Linked DNA regions of Ovis aries: region 2 is linked to region 1. The links are chromatin contacts, called in public Hi-C maps. All regions are on one chromosome and are shown on one strand. The core of a region is the stretch at or near the end of the contact, and the rest is flanking DNA. Distances in the headings are between cores, read along the strand shown. Region 1 overlaps FAM13A (family with sequence similarity 13 member A). Region 2 overlaps FAM13A (family with sequence similarity 13 member A).

Evidence for each region. Hi-C and Micro-C count contacts between places; a contact is called where the count stands out from the background.
Region 2: a contact with region 1 is called in a Hi-C map of liver, with 2.9 times the contacts expected there. The contact joins two enhancer-like sites. A contact is called at or near these places in 4 of 16 Hi-C or Micro-C datasets (liver, mixed tissues, muscle and 1 more).

The regions. Positions count from the first base shown.
Region 1 is chr6:36,598,779-36,604,989 of ARS-UI_Ramb_v3.0, forward strand. The region is part of intron 8 of FAM13A (family with sequence similarity 13 member A); the gene reads left to right. Among named protein-coding and RNA genes, the nearest start is that of NAP1L5, 140 kb to the right of the region's middle. Within about 2 kb of position 3,578, at least 11 of the 54 cell types and tissues checked have an H3K27ac peak or open chromatin away from gene starts, as enhancers often do. A contact at or near this core is called in liver, where this site is marked.
Region 2 is chr6:36,682,429-36,687,975 of ARS-UI_Ramb_v3.0, forward strand. It overlaps FAM13A (family with sequence similarity 13 member A), which reads left to right. Exons shown (of 24, transcript XM_060416890.1): 21 at 574-669; 22 at 1,975-2,058. Among named protein-coding and RNA genes, the nearest start is that of NAP1L5, 54 kb to the right of the region's middle. Within about 2 kb of position 1,768, at least 5 of the 54 cell types and tissues checked have an H3K27ac peak or open chromatin away from gene starts, as enhancers often do. A contact at or near this core is called in liver, where this site is marked.

The sequences.
Region 1 (6,211 bases), core at 2,328-4,827:
TATAACTTAACATAATTTGCAGACTTTCTCCAGGATGGAAGTGACTATGTTGAAACACCATTTTTAGAAAAACTGCAAAGGCTGAATGTTTAAAATTTGATCCTCTGTAAAGAACTCAGTTCTTAAAGTTCACTGCAAAATGACTTAAACTAATGATAGAACTTATAGTACATCTATTGAGATGGTTAAATTATTCCAGTTATTTTCAGAAATACTAAATTATTTGTACTGTATAGCATTGTATTGATATTCTTGCCAACTAAAAAAGTGCTCCCAAGGAAATAGAATAATATTAGAATTAAGTAGAGAAACTATATAAAGAATTGAAAGAAGTTTTTTCTCAGGTACTAAATTTACCTTCAGGGTTTACCTGGTGGCTCAGTGCTAAAGACGCTTACCTGGTGAGCTCAGTGGTAAAGAATTCGCCTACCAGTGCAGGAGATGCGAGTTCATTTCCTTGGTTGGGAAGATCCCGTGGAGAAAGAAGTGGCAATCTACTTCAGTATTCTTGCCTGGAAAATCTTGTGGACAGAGGAGCCTGGAAGGCTACAATCCATGGGGTCACAAAAGAATCAGACAAGACTTAGCGACTAAACAACAACAAATTTACTTTCTGTCACTAAAGAGATAGTTTATTAGACTCTAGACTTCACTTATACCTCAAGCTCCTTTCGTGATTCATATTCCATTGTATTTTTTTCCTTGGATGTTTGGAGCCTCACCTCCAAAATGGTGAGGATCTCCATTTTATATGTAGAAGATTTCAGTGAGCTAAGAAATAGCCTTTACTCACTCTTATGTCCATGACAAAGCTCTCAACTTCACAGCAGTATTTTGATTTGCTAGGCTAACTTTCAGATAGTCACTAACTCATCTTATGGCCACAAAAACTAATGATGGAAGATGAAGTTAAGTGCACTAATGACTAGTCTAGATTCCTTTGATTTTAATGCATCGTCATCTGCTTTCACATCCCTTTTTCCATTTGATTTATTTATGAAAGTGGGAAACTGAGATGAATAATGTCAGTATAACTCTCTTTTCATTACTTCATCAAGCAAATTATGATATTCAATATACATTATTGAATATTTATTTCATGATGGTGAAATATACCAAATTGCAAATTGCAGTGGCTCTTTAAGATTTATAGTGACAGTATTAATTAACATATATTAGTGACCCAGCATGGGAAAATGTCACTGAACCTCTTATCAACAGAATCCATTTGGCCTTTCTAAGTATCGGTTTTCGGAATATTCTTTTGCAAACAAGTAAACGTTGGTCACTTGGGATGATGGGGGACTTAACCAAGGAACAACCCCGGCAATAATGGGCCAGCTTGTGAATCTCCTGTGTGATGTTAGAGAGCCCTCTACTGTTTGTGGTGGTGACGCCTTAGGTTAATTTATCTGAAAACTCATGCTATTCCAAACTTGTTTGCACTTTGATAGCACTCAGCCTCCCCAGCCTTCCCTTCTATGACCCACCTCAGTCTCAGAGGGAGTTAAAAGCTGCCTTACCTCCAGTCTGGGTTAACCCTTCTGGGGTTGAGTATCTGAACTTTGATTTCATCACCAGTGTGGTCTGCATTTGGTAGTAATGAGAACGAGTGAGAACAAGGGAGACCTCCATGGGCTCTGCTGTCATGAGATGGTTGCAGTGGCTCTGAAGCCTAAATATTTGCTGTTTACCCCAAACCAAGAAGCTAGTGTGAATTAAAGTGACGGTTATTCTTAAGTTTTAGAGAGATCACCCTGTCTAAAGTACTGGGTAAAAAAGAAGAGGTACTAGAGAGTCAGCAGATAACAGTGGGGAAAGCAATGAAAGATAGTAAACGCGCCGTCAAGAAACGTATCCAGATATCCAGACACTGACAGTGAGTTAGCCATGTGAATTTGGGCAAGTCATTTTCTTTACCTATGAAGTAGGGGTGATAATGCCTAACATACTTACTTAGAGGGGAAATTTTGTAGTTAAAGAATATTATAGTTCTTTGTAAATGATAAAACTATTCAAATTCATATACTAGAGCTTTAGTCCCTAGGGTGATGGTATGTTAAAGTGGGACCTTTGGGAATAATTAGGTTTGCATGAGCTCATGGAGGTGGGACTCCCATGATAGGATTGGTGCCCTTACGAGGAGATAAAAGTACCAGAGCACAGTCTCCCCGTCCACCAACCCCATCCAGGTGGAGGTACAGCAAGGAGATGGCAGTCTGCACGCCAGAGAGAGCTCTCAGCAGAACCTGACCGTGCTGGCACCCTGATCTCAGGCTTCCAACCTCTGGAAATGTGAGAAGTCAGTGTTTCTGTTGTTGAAGCCACCCCATCTGTGGCACCTTGTTATAGCAAGCCATTAAGAATGGTTGTAAAGTGAAAGTGTTAGTTGCTAAGTTGTGTCTGAGTCTTTGCAACCCCATGGGCTGTAGCCTGCCAGGCTCCTCTGTCCTTGGGATTCTCCTGGCAATAATACTAGAGTGGGTAGCCATTCCCTTCTCCAAGGGATCTTCCCAAACCAGGGATTGAACCCAGGTCTCCTGCACTGCAGGCAGATTCTTTACCGTCTGAGCTACCAGGGTAATAATTGAAAAAAATTAGTTAAAAAAAAAAATTTCCTATTCCCTCTGGCAGGTATCACCTATTCCTTTGTGTTTGTTTCAGAGCCAAAGATTAGGAAATATTTCAATGTGTTTGCTGATGTTCTAAAAATATTCTCTTATCCATTAATATCAACCCACTCAAAAAAGAAACTTACTGTATATTACGTTCTAAATTGCTGCCTCCCGAAGGCGATCTTGCTGTATCTGTAATAATGATAAATAGCACTTTGCTGAACAAGAATCTCAGAGACAAATGAAAGCTTCCAGCTGCCTTGAAAACAGTTTTGTGACTAAACCAAAATTTTCTTTAAGCTCCACACAAAGCTTTGGGTTTGCAATGAAGTGAAAAAAATTTCTTTTCCTGCTCTCAAGCCAGAACAAACAGATAGAGTATGTGGCAAGCCCGTATTCAAACATTGCCTTGCCCGAACATATCCTTTTCTGGGTTCACAGTACCCTACAAAAAGTGTAGTGTTTACATTACTGGCACAATGGCAGCACTCCCACATCTAACTGTGCAGTGGGAGAAAATAAATTCTCTAAATAAGGGTGGGAGAAAGCCCATGGCACAGTTGCAGTTCCATTAAGTTTGGAATAACAGGGAACAAAATAACTTAAAATAATCAACATACAGCTATCTGAGAATGCATCCAGTTGGGAAATTTAATTTTACAAATTATAAACGGGGTATGTTTTCACAATGCATAATCACACGGTCATGTCAGGATTCAGCATGGTCTGAGCGATGCTGATTTTATTCCTCAGCCACTGACAGAACACCCAGAATGTTCTGGGTACCTTGCAAGGTGCTGCAGGGGACAAAGATAAAGACCAGTCCAGGAGGTGAAGCCAGCTTCCAAACTCTGGAATCTGTGGCATCATGTGCTGGGCACTGGTTTATGGTTGTGGACAGAGTGTCTGGGAACCTGCATGGAGAAGTCTCTCCCCTCTCCAGGGTGATGGAGATGGCCTCCCAGATTAGATGACATTTGAGCTGAGAGATGAAGTATTTACCAGACAGAGAGAGAAGTGCCGGAAGCATTCAAGACAGAGGGAACAGCACGTACAGACAGGGTTACGAAAGTGCAGTGCGAGGTTGATGGAAGCTCGCTGCCCTTGTGTGCCAGGTTTGGACATCTGGACTTCACCCCAAAGACAAAGAGGAAACAGGAGAGGGTTTCAGGTTAGGAAGATAAATCTGATGGGAGTATTAAGGATAAACTGGTCTGGATGGCAGGGGAAAATGAGTATTGCCACTGTGAGGGACTAAAGCGGTGGAAATGGAAAGGAAAGGTCAGATTCAAGAGATTTGTCTCTTTTTGAGATAGAATCAGTGCAGTTTGGTGACCGACCATGAGTAGGAGTGAGGGATTTTTTTTTTTTTTTTTAAGGAGAGCAGTTGGCTGTTAATGCAACTGAAATTATTATAACAGGAATGAGGACTCTGTCCAGTGACTTCTAAACGCATCTCCAGCCAGGATCCCCTGTAAAGTACGATGTGAGACTCTCAGCTGTGTCAGCTGGTCCACAGGTAGTAATAGTTTCCTTTTTACTTTCTCACTATAGGAAAAGATTGAAGAGACAGAAGGTAAAGCAGCCCCACCCCTCCCTGCTTAAAAGCTTTGCATCCTGTTGCTGGCAGGCACACACCCTCACCAGTCCCCTCCAGTTCCCTAGAGATTGAACAGTGTTCATTAGAAGGGCATCCAGGGACAGAACTAGCTGGGTAGAGGGACGGAAACAGAGTAAGGTGCTCCCTAGTTCCTTCCAAGTATACTAGTTCTTTGAATCGAAGAGACAGAATATAGGTGATAAAGAATGTCGTGGTCATTAGTAATCTCTAGAAGCTCCCAGTTGTGTCTGACTCTTTTTCACCCCATGGACTGTAGACCGCCAGGCTCCTCTGCCCATGGAAGTTTCTAGGCAAGAATACTGGAGTGGGTAGCCATTTCTTACCCCAGGGACTCTTTCCAGCCAAGAAATTGAACTCACATCTCTTGCATCTTCTACATTAACAGGTAGATTCTTGACCACTAGCGCAACCTGGGCAGCCCAGGTCAGTAAGGAAGGCAAAATCAAAAAAAGCCATGGGTCCCTGAGTCTCCTTCTTGACACCATCCTGTGGTATAAGCAGGAAAAGAATATTGAAGAGACCTGGAAATCCTCTATCAGCTCCCCCATGCTCACCTAGAATGACTTTCTCACATCTATATTGCTAGGTGTATCTGGACCTGCTTTCTCTCTGATTTTATCTGTGATCCGGGCTCAACAAAATCTGTACCTTTTTTGGCCCAGAGCTGATTCTGACAGTGAAGCAGAGAAGAAAAGAGTGTTTGCTGTCTGTCCTATGAGAATGTTGATCTTAATTCAGCAGCATTCATTGTGCATTAATTATGCCTCAAGCCAGGGAGATGTGTGTTTAGCATAGCATTTTTCAACTGTGGGTCATGACCTTTTGGTGGTCATAAAACCAATTTAGCGGATTGTGACCAGTGTTTTATATAACTTTATATCCGTGAAATATGACAAAATAGAAAATATCCAAAGTAAGAATAATGCTATGAAGTGTTTGTCTCTTTTATGTGTCTGCGTACTGTCACAATGTAAAATGTGTTTCTAACTGGGTCGTGGCCAAAGTTTTTCAAAACACTGACTCTGGAGTGCTTATTGAGGATACTTTATTTGAATGAGAGGTTAGTACAGGCCTGGAAGTCAAATCCCCATGTCAGTGTGAGAAACCGATTCTAGTCTTAGCCATCCTACAAATGAAATTCCAGAGTATAACCTATGTGTAAGATGGAGACACTTTTGTTAGGCAGGTTCTTAATTCTGGATTTGGGGGGGGCGGAATATTTTTAGTAGAATTGTTAGTTTCCCAGCACAGCTGTGACAGAACACCACCAACAGGGTAGCTGAGAATAACAGAAATTTATTGTCTCACTGTCCTCAGTTCAGTTCAGTCGCTCAGTTGTGTCCGACTCTTTGCGACCCCATGAATCTCAGCAAGCCAGGCCTCCCTGTCCATCACCAACTCCCGGCGTTCACTCAGACTCACGTCCATCGAGTCAGTGATGCCATCCAGCCATCTCATCCTCTGTCGTCCCCTTCTCCTCTTGCCCCCAATCCCTCCCAGCATCAGAGTCTTTTCCAATGAGTCAACTCTTTGCATGAGGTGGCCAAAGTACTGGAGTTTCAGCTTTAGCATCATTCCCTCCAAAGAAATCCCAGGGTTGATCTCCTTCAGAGTGGACTGGTTGGATTTCCTTGCAGTCTCACTGTTCTAGAGGCCAGAAATCCCAAATTAACATGTTGGCAGGGCTGGGCTCCCTCAAAAGACACTGGGAAATGAGTTATCCCTGGCCTCTCTCCTTACTTCCAGGAGTTTTTGGTTGGTGGCAACACAATTCCAGTGTTCACATGGTGTGCTACCTGTGTGTGTATCCACCTCTGTCTGCTCTATAAGGGTGCTGGTTGTATGCGTTAGAGCCCATTATGGTAACGTTAACTTGATCACCTCTGTAAAGACTATTTTCAAACATGATCATATCCTGAGTTTCTTGGGGTTAGGGGATACTGTTTTTGAGGAGATACTATTCAGCCCCAAACAA
Region 2 (5,547 bases), core at 518-3,017, 82 kb after region 1:
ATACTATGCCAGGGAGCTGGGCTTGGTTTCTCCTCACTATTAGAGTCTGTCCTTTAAACATTTTTGGACCCTGAGCCAGATATTAGGGACACAGAGATGAGTGAATCCACGTATTCTATCAGCATATATTCCTTGAAAGCCTGTTTGCTTGCATTTGTCCCTAAAAACACAACACAGTTCCATAGGGAAGAGAGACATTTTTAAAAAATGATCACAGAACTGCAAGGTAAGTAGTATAATAGAAATATTAATGCATGCTTTCTTCTTCCCAGGACCTAGAAAATAGTGAGTCATCTGGAACTCTGAACCTTCCAGAATTTTAAATAGAAAACTAATAATTAATAAGGATCACAGTTTTGAGGAAAAGTAATACTTCTGAGGGAGTGATTTCAAGTGATCTGCAGCCAAAGTAGATATTTTAAATTTTCATTGACTCATGGTATCAGTTTAAATAAATGTTATAAGAGCGGTGAGTCTTCAGTTGAATCTCCTGTTCTTCTCTCAGGCCACAGCATGCTCAGTCGGCCTGGCCAACGGGAACAGGTTTCTCAGCTCTCCTGTTCTTGCTTTCAGGTGAGCAAGAATGAACGTCAGGTTATGAAGCCGCTGTACGACAGGTACCGCCTGGTCAAACAGATCCTATCCCGAGCCAGCACCATCCCCATCATTGTGAGTACCCCACGGGCGGTTGTTGACTTCCTGGCTATATTATTAGGGCACTCACTTGCCTTCTCACGAAATAACAGTCTTTCGTAGTTGAACCTGCCATTAATATCAGTGGCCCCTAAACTTGAGGGATGAAAAATTTATCAAAGTCTTCCGAGGTGATGTTTGCCAAAAATGAGCAAGTCTGAAGCTGACAGTTTGTTCCCCTCTTAGGTACACAAGCTTTGGCCGTATGCTTCTGTCTGACACGTGCTGGGTCAGCTTCCCCTTACTTCCCTTAGAGCATCTGGGAAATGGCTGTGCTTCCCCCAGGGGCCCCTCCACACAGAGTGCCTCTCTGGTCTTGGGGGCCTCCAAGACAGAGGTCCGCCCCGCTGGAGTCATACCCAGAGAGAGGTTCTGTAAGGAGCTCAAGAGAGGAAGCTGCTGCTTTTCGGAGATGTAGGAAAGAGCGAGGCAAAGAAAAGGGAGGGCCGCCATCCTTGGACTTTGCTGCTTTTGGCCTCTGAATTGGGATTTTGTCAAGAGTAGGGAGCAGTGACTGGCTCTCAGTTCTGGGAAAAAGCCTTTCGGGCACTGGCCAGCTTGCCCCATCCCTGATGCCAGCCCAGCTGCAGGGGTAGTGGTCATGCCCTGTCCATCTAGTGGGGGACCTCTGCCTTGGTTTCAGCGTGCTCATCTCCTGGGACCCTGGGGGCTTCCTCTGTTGGCCTTTAGACTTTCTAGCCAGCAGACATGGCCTCGCTTTTATGTTGTTGCTGAAATGCCTATTCTTTTTAGCGGCTGCTCTTCTATTCTTGGCTTTATATCTTCTTGTTTATTTCTAGGCCCAAGATGTGGTCCTTATATGTCTTTTAACAGTGTATTTGTTCAGACAAACAGAGGAGGGTTCAGGGACCTCAGTCAGGTGTGTTTGGAGAAAGCTACCTTTCTAGAAATTTCCTGCAGAATATATCAGTAAACTAACCAGCAAAAGGATTAAGTTTAAGGAACCCTTTTCCCTCTCCAGTCGGGAGCCTTAGTGGCCTGAAATAGGGTGAATGTGCAGCCTGTCTGTAACCTTTTGTGTCACTTGATGAGCCTGCATTATTGTTAGCTGTTCTGGAAGTTATGGTGACCAGGAGGAAGGAGGGAGGAGGCAGGAGTTTTCCTGTGTGGTTAACATGCTTGCGTGCCATCCTTGCTTCTGTGTGGCCTCTGTGGTTGGGGTGGGTGGGCAGGCTCTGAAGTAAAGCAGCCAGTTGGACAAGAACTTTGGTTTGTTTCTGGTTTTCTGCCATGTAACCTGCCTATTAACACCTGTCGCAGGGTTCCCCCTCCAGCAAGCGGAGAAGCCCTTTGCTGCAGCCAATTATCGAGGGCGAAACTGCTTCCTTCTTCAAGGAGATAAAGGTGAAGACCTCCAGCTGCTAACCGCCTGCTACACCTGCACCAGTGTCCCCCACGCCCCTCCCGGGACCGAAAGGCGCTGTGATTGCGCCCCCTGGTGACGGCTTCCTGCAACCTCCCCTAAAACTCAGTAGCTGCTTCTAACCAACTTCAAACAGTCCTCTTTATGTTTTAGGCCAGCTGATCTCCTTTGCTTCATTTCATTCCCTCACTGTTTTGTATTGCTGTTTGTTTGCTTTTTACTTTGCTTGTGGGGATCTGTCTTGTTTTACAATGTTTTTCGTTTTGTTTCCCCTCGTTGGAGGAATGGATTTTCTGTACTCTGAAATTTTGTCAAAATAACTCATTGGATAACTTTCTTAAAAAAAAAAAAAAAAACTCATTTACTGAGTTTATAGAAAACACACAATTAACAGAGGCAATATATGTAGCATGTGATTAAAAAAAATAATGATTTTATAGACAAAAAACTTACTTTTCTTTGACAGATTTGCGGGTATAGTTTTACCCACTCTCCTCCGTCCTCTTGCTGTCCCCCCTGGCACATTTCATCCTTGGTGATAATTTCATAATCTGTTCTTGATCTGTGAATGTAGGCTTGTGACAAGCAGTTGACTAGAACATACGCTCTAATATTTTCCCCAGCAGTAATCAAGGATTGTATGCAGATAAACCTTGTCGTCAGTGGCTACTTTTTGCTCGAATGGGGGTACCCTCTGTGTCCAGAGAGTTGTAGAGATCTAACTGGCCTGGACTAGAATCAACCTCTCATATTTTTGTTTCTAGACAATTGAACACACTGACTGCCATACACAGGGCTCTAGAGATGAAAAGACAAAGTTTTTTTTTTTTAATCAATGATTGTTTTTTAGCAGTTAAGTCAGAAGGGGGAGTAAAACTCCAAGGAGAAGTGAGTTTTATGAGTTTCACTTTTGTCATATTTCTTTGGCAGCCTCAATCCTGGGGTGTCATTTATTTAATGAACTTAGAAATTATTATTTCAAAATGTGGGGACCTTGTTCGCATGAGAACCACTCCATTTTCTTGCCTGCTTCTTCCACTGTATTTGAGGTAGGGAACCAGAAGCTACAAAGCCATCTCTTCTCTTTACTTTGTTCTTTTTTTTTTTTTTTTTATACCTCTCAGGGGTCTTAACTACCTCATACCCCTCACTTTAAGGTGTTAGACAATGATTGTGCTCCCTATCCATATTCTTTTCAACAGAACTTGTTTATAAAAAAAATTCTGTAAATGTGAAATTTAGGCAAATTTGCTCCATTGTATCTTCAAAATTAGAGCCATTTTCTCACAGTAAGACTTGATGTTAGTGAAATAAGACAAATTTTGTCTAGCTGATCGTTTCACACAAGAATTAAATCACCATAATTGAAGAAATGTGGGTGATTGTGTGTGTGAAAACCAGTATATTTCTCTTAGAAGCTTGAGCTAAACTGTTCCTAGTTAAAAATGTGTTCTTTCACACATCCAAAATATGACACTTAATAATTACCTCATTAAACAAACGGTAGACAAATGAATCAAGCTCTTTTTAAAAGAGGATGTCCTTCCCAATCTTATCCTTAGCTTGGTTTATTTTTTTCACAACTATGTTTTGGCCATGGCTCTTCTGCTGGCCCTCATGATGGTCAAAATTTCAGATAATTTTGCAGTGATTACATTGCTCTTGAAAATAGTGTTGTCCTTTAGTTCATTTTGTCCCAGTTGGCCATGTTTATCAGCATGAATTTGGATTGTATTAATTCTCAGCAGTTCTGATACATTTTAGAATTTGGTTGTTTGTATGTGCAGAGAAGGTTTATCTAAACTGTTTGAAAACTGTCCCTGGTTTTAAATGCTTATGGGAAGACACCAGCTGTGTGTGAAATAGCTAAAAACTAATTAGTTTTTATAACTACCATTTTTTAAATGATCAAAAACAATATGGTAATTATATAATATGTAATTTTAGAATATATACATTTAATAACTGTAAAATGTCATAATTAATGAAAATAATTATTATTGTATGACTTTCTGCTTAGGGGCTTAGTTTTCCCTCCAGAGCAATGTGGACTAAGCATACAGCTTCTTCCTTGAGAGCACTTCCATATTTATAGCCACCTGCCCTGCTCACTCCCACCAACACCCTGTGAACACTCTTCCTCCAGGTTCTTCTTACTCTTGCTCGTGTGATATGGGCTCCAGACCTTCCCACAGTCCTGTGGCTCTGCTCTCTACACACACACACCAGTCTATCTGTATCCCTCTTAAAAACTGATACCCAGAACTGAATAGTATTCTAGTGGTTTAGCAGGGCAGTGGACCAAGGACCAACCCTGACCTTGATCTAGATGACTAAGGCTCCTCAGTTCTCCAAGTCTATGCCTGCGTGACTGTCAGCATGCCATGAGTTCATCTTAGTCTTTCTAGGGCAGGATGTCTCAACCTCAGTACTGTAAACATTTGTCCCAGATAACTCTTGGTTGTGGGGGGGGGGGGGGTCTGGCCTCCTCCACCCCAGTCTAACAACCAAAAATGCCTCCAGACTTTGCCAAAAGTCCCATAGGGGGCAAACCTGCTCCCAGTTGAAAGCCATGGCCTGTGGCCCCATCTCAGTGTTGATTTTTGTAACGCCCAGCTTCCTTTTCCAAGGATTACTTAGTGTCCATACATCCAGATTTTTTATTTTGTAGTCTGATTATAGGACCTTAAAGTTTTCCAGTTTCGTAGTTTTCATTCTATCCCAGACTTATGAAATAGATTGCATCTAGGTTTTATATTCTAACACACTTACCCACTGTGTCATCTACACATTTAGTGACTATCTTTGGTGCCGTATCCAAGTGGTTGATAAATACTGAAAAGGCTGGGTCAGGTAAAGCCTCCTGGCTCTAGGCTTCCCTGCAGATTCACATCAACATTGCAGCGGCTCTGCATAAATGTTCACAGGCAGCTTTCCTTTCACAATCATTGTCCCTCATTCTTTACTGAAATCCAAATATCCTGCCAATCCTATCAAAGAAGGAAAAATGGCTAGCTTTCCTGATTTGCATTCAAGAAACCGGTGTTAGTCACTGTTGATCACTGATTCTTTTTCAGTTGCTCATATGTTATCTAGATGTTGATGCCTTCTAGAATCTACTCAGTATCCACAGCAACCTGGTGGTCTTCTAATCTGAAGATCCATTTTGCTGTTTCTTTTTCCCTGTGTTTTCCACAGCTTACTGAGAATGGTTTTGTGTAGCTTTGTCTCCGGAAACATTGATTCTCTTTTCTGTGCAGGATGTAGTTTCCCTTTGTTGAGCTCTCTCAAGACCTTGGGATCTGATTGGTAAAGCTTGGACCCCTGACTTCATTTCTTATCTGACTCGGGCAATGTAGGAGACCAGGGTTCGATCCCTGGGTTGTGAAGTTCCTCTGGAGAAGGGACTGTCAGTCCACTCTAGTATTTGTGCCTGGAGAATCCCATGGACAGAGAAGCCTGGCAGGCTA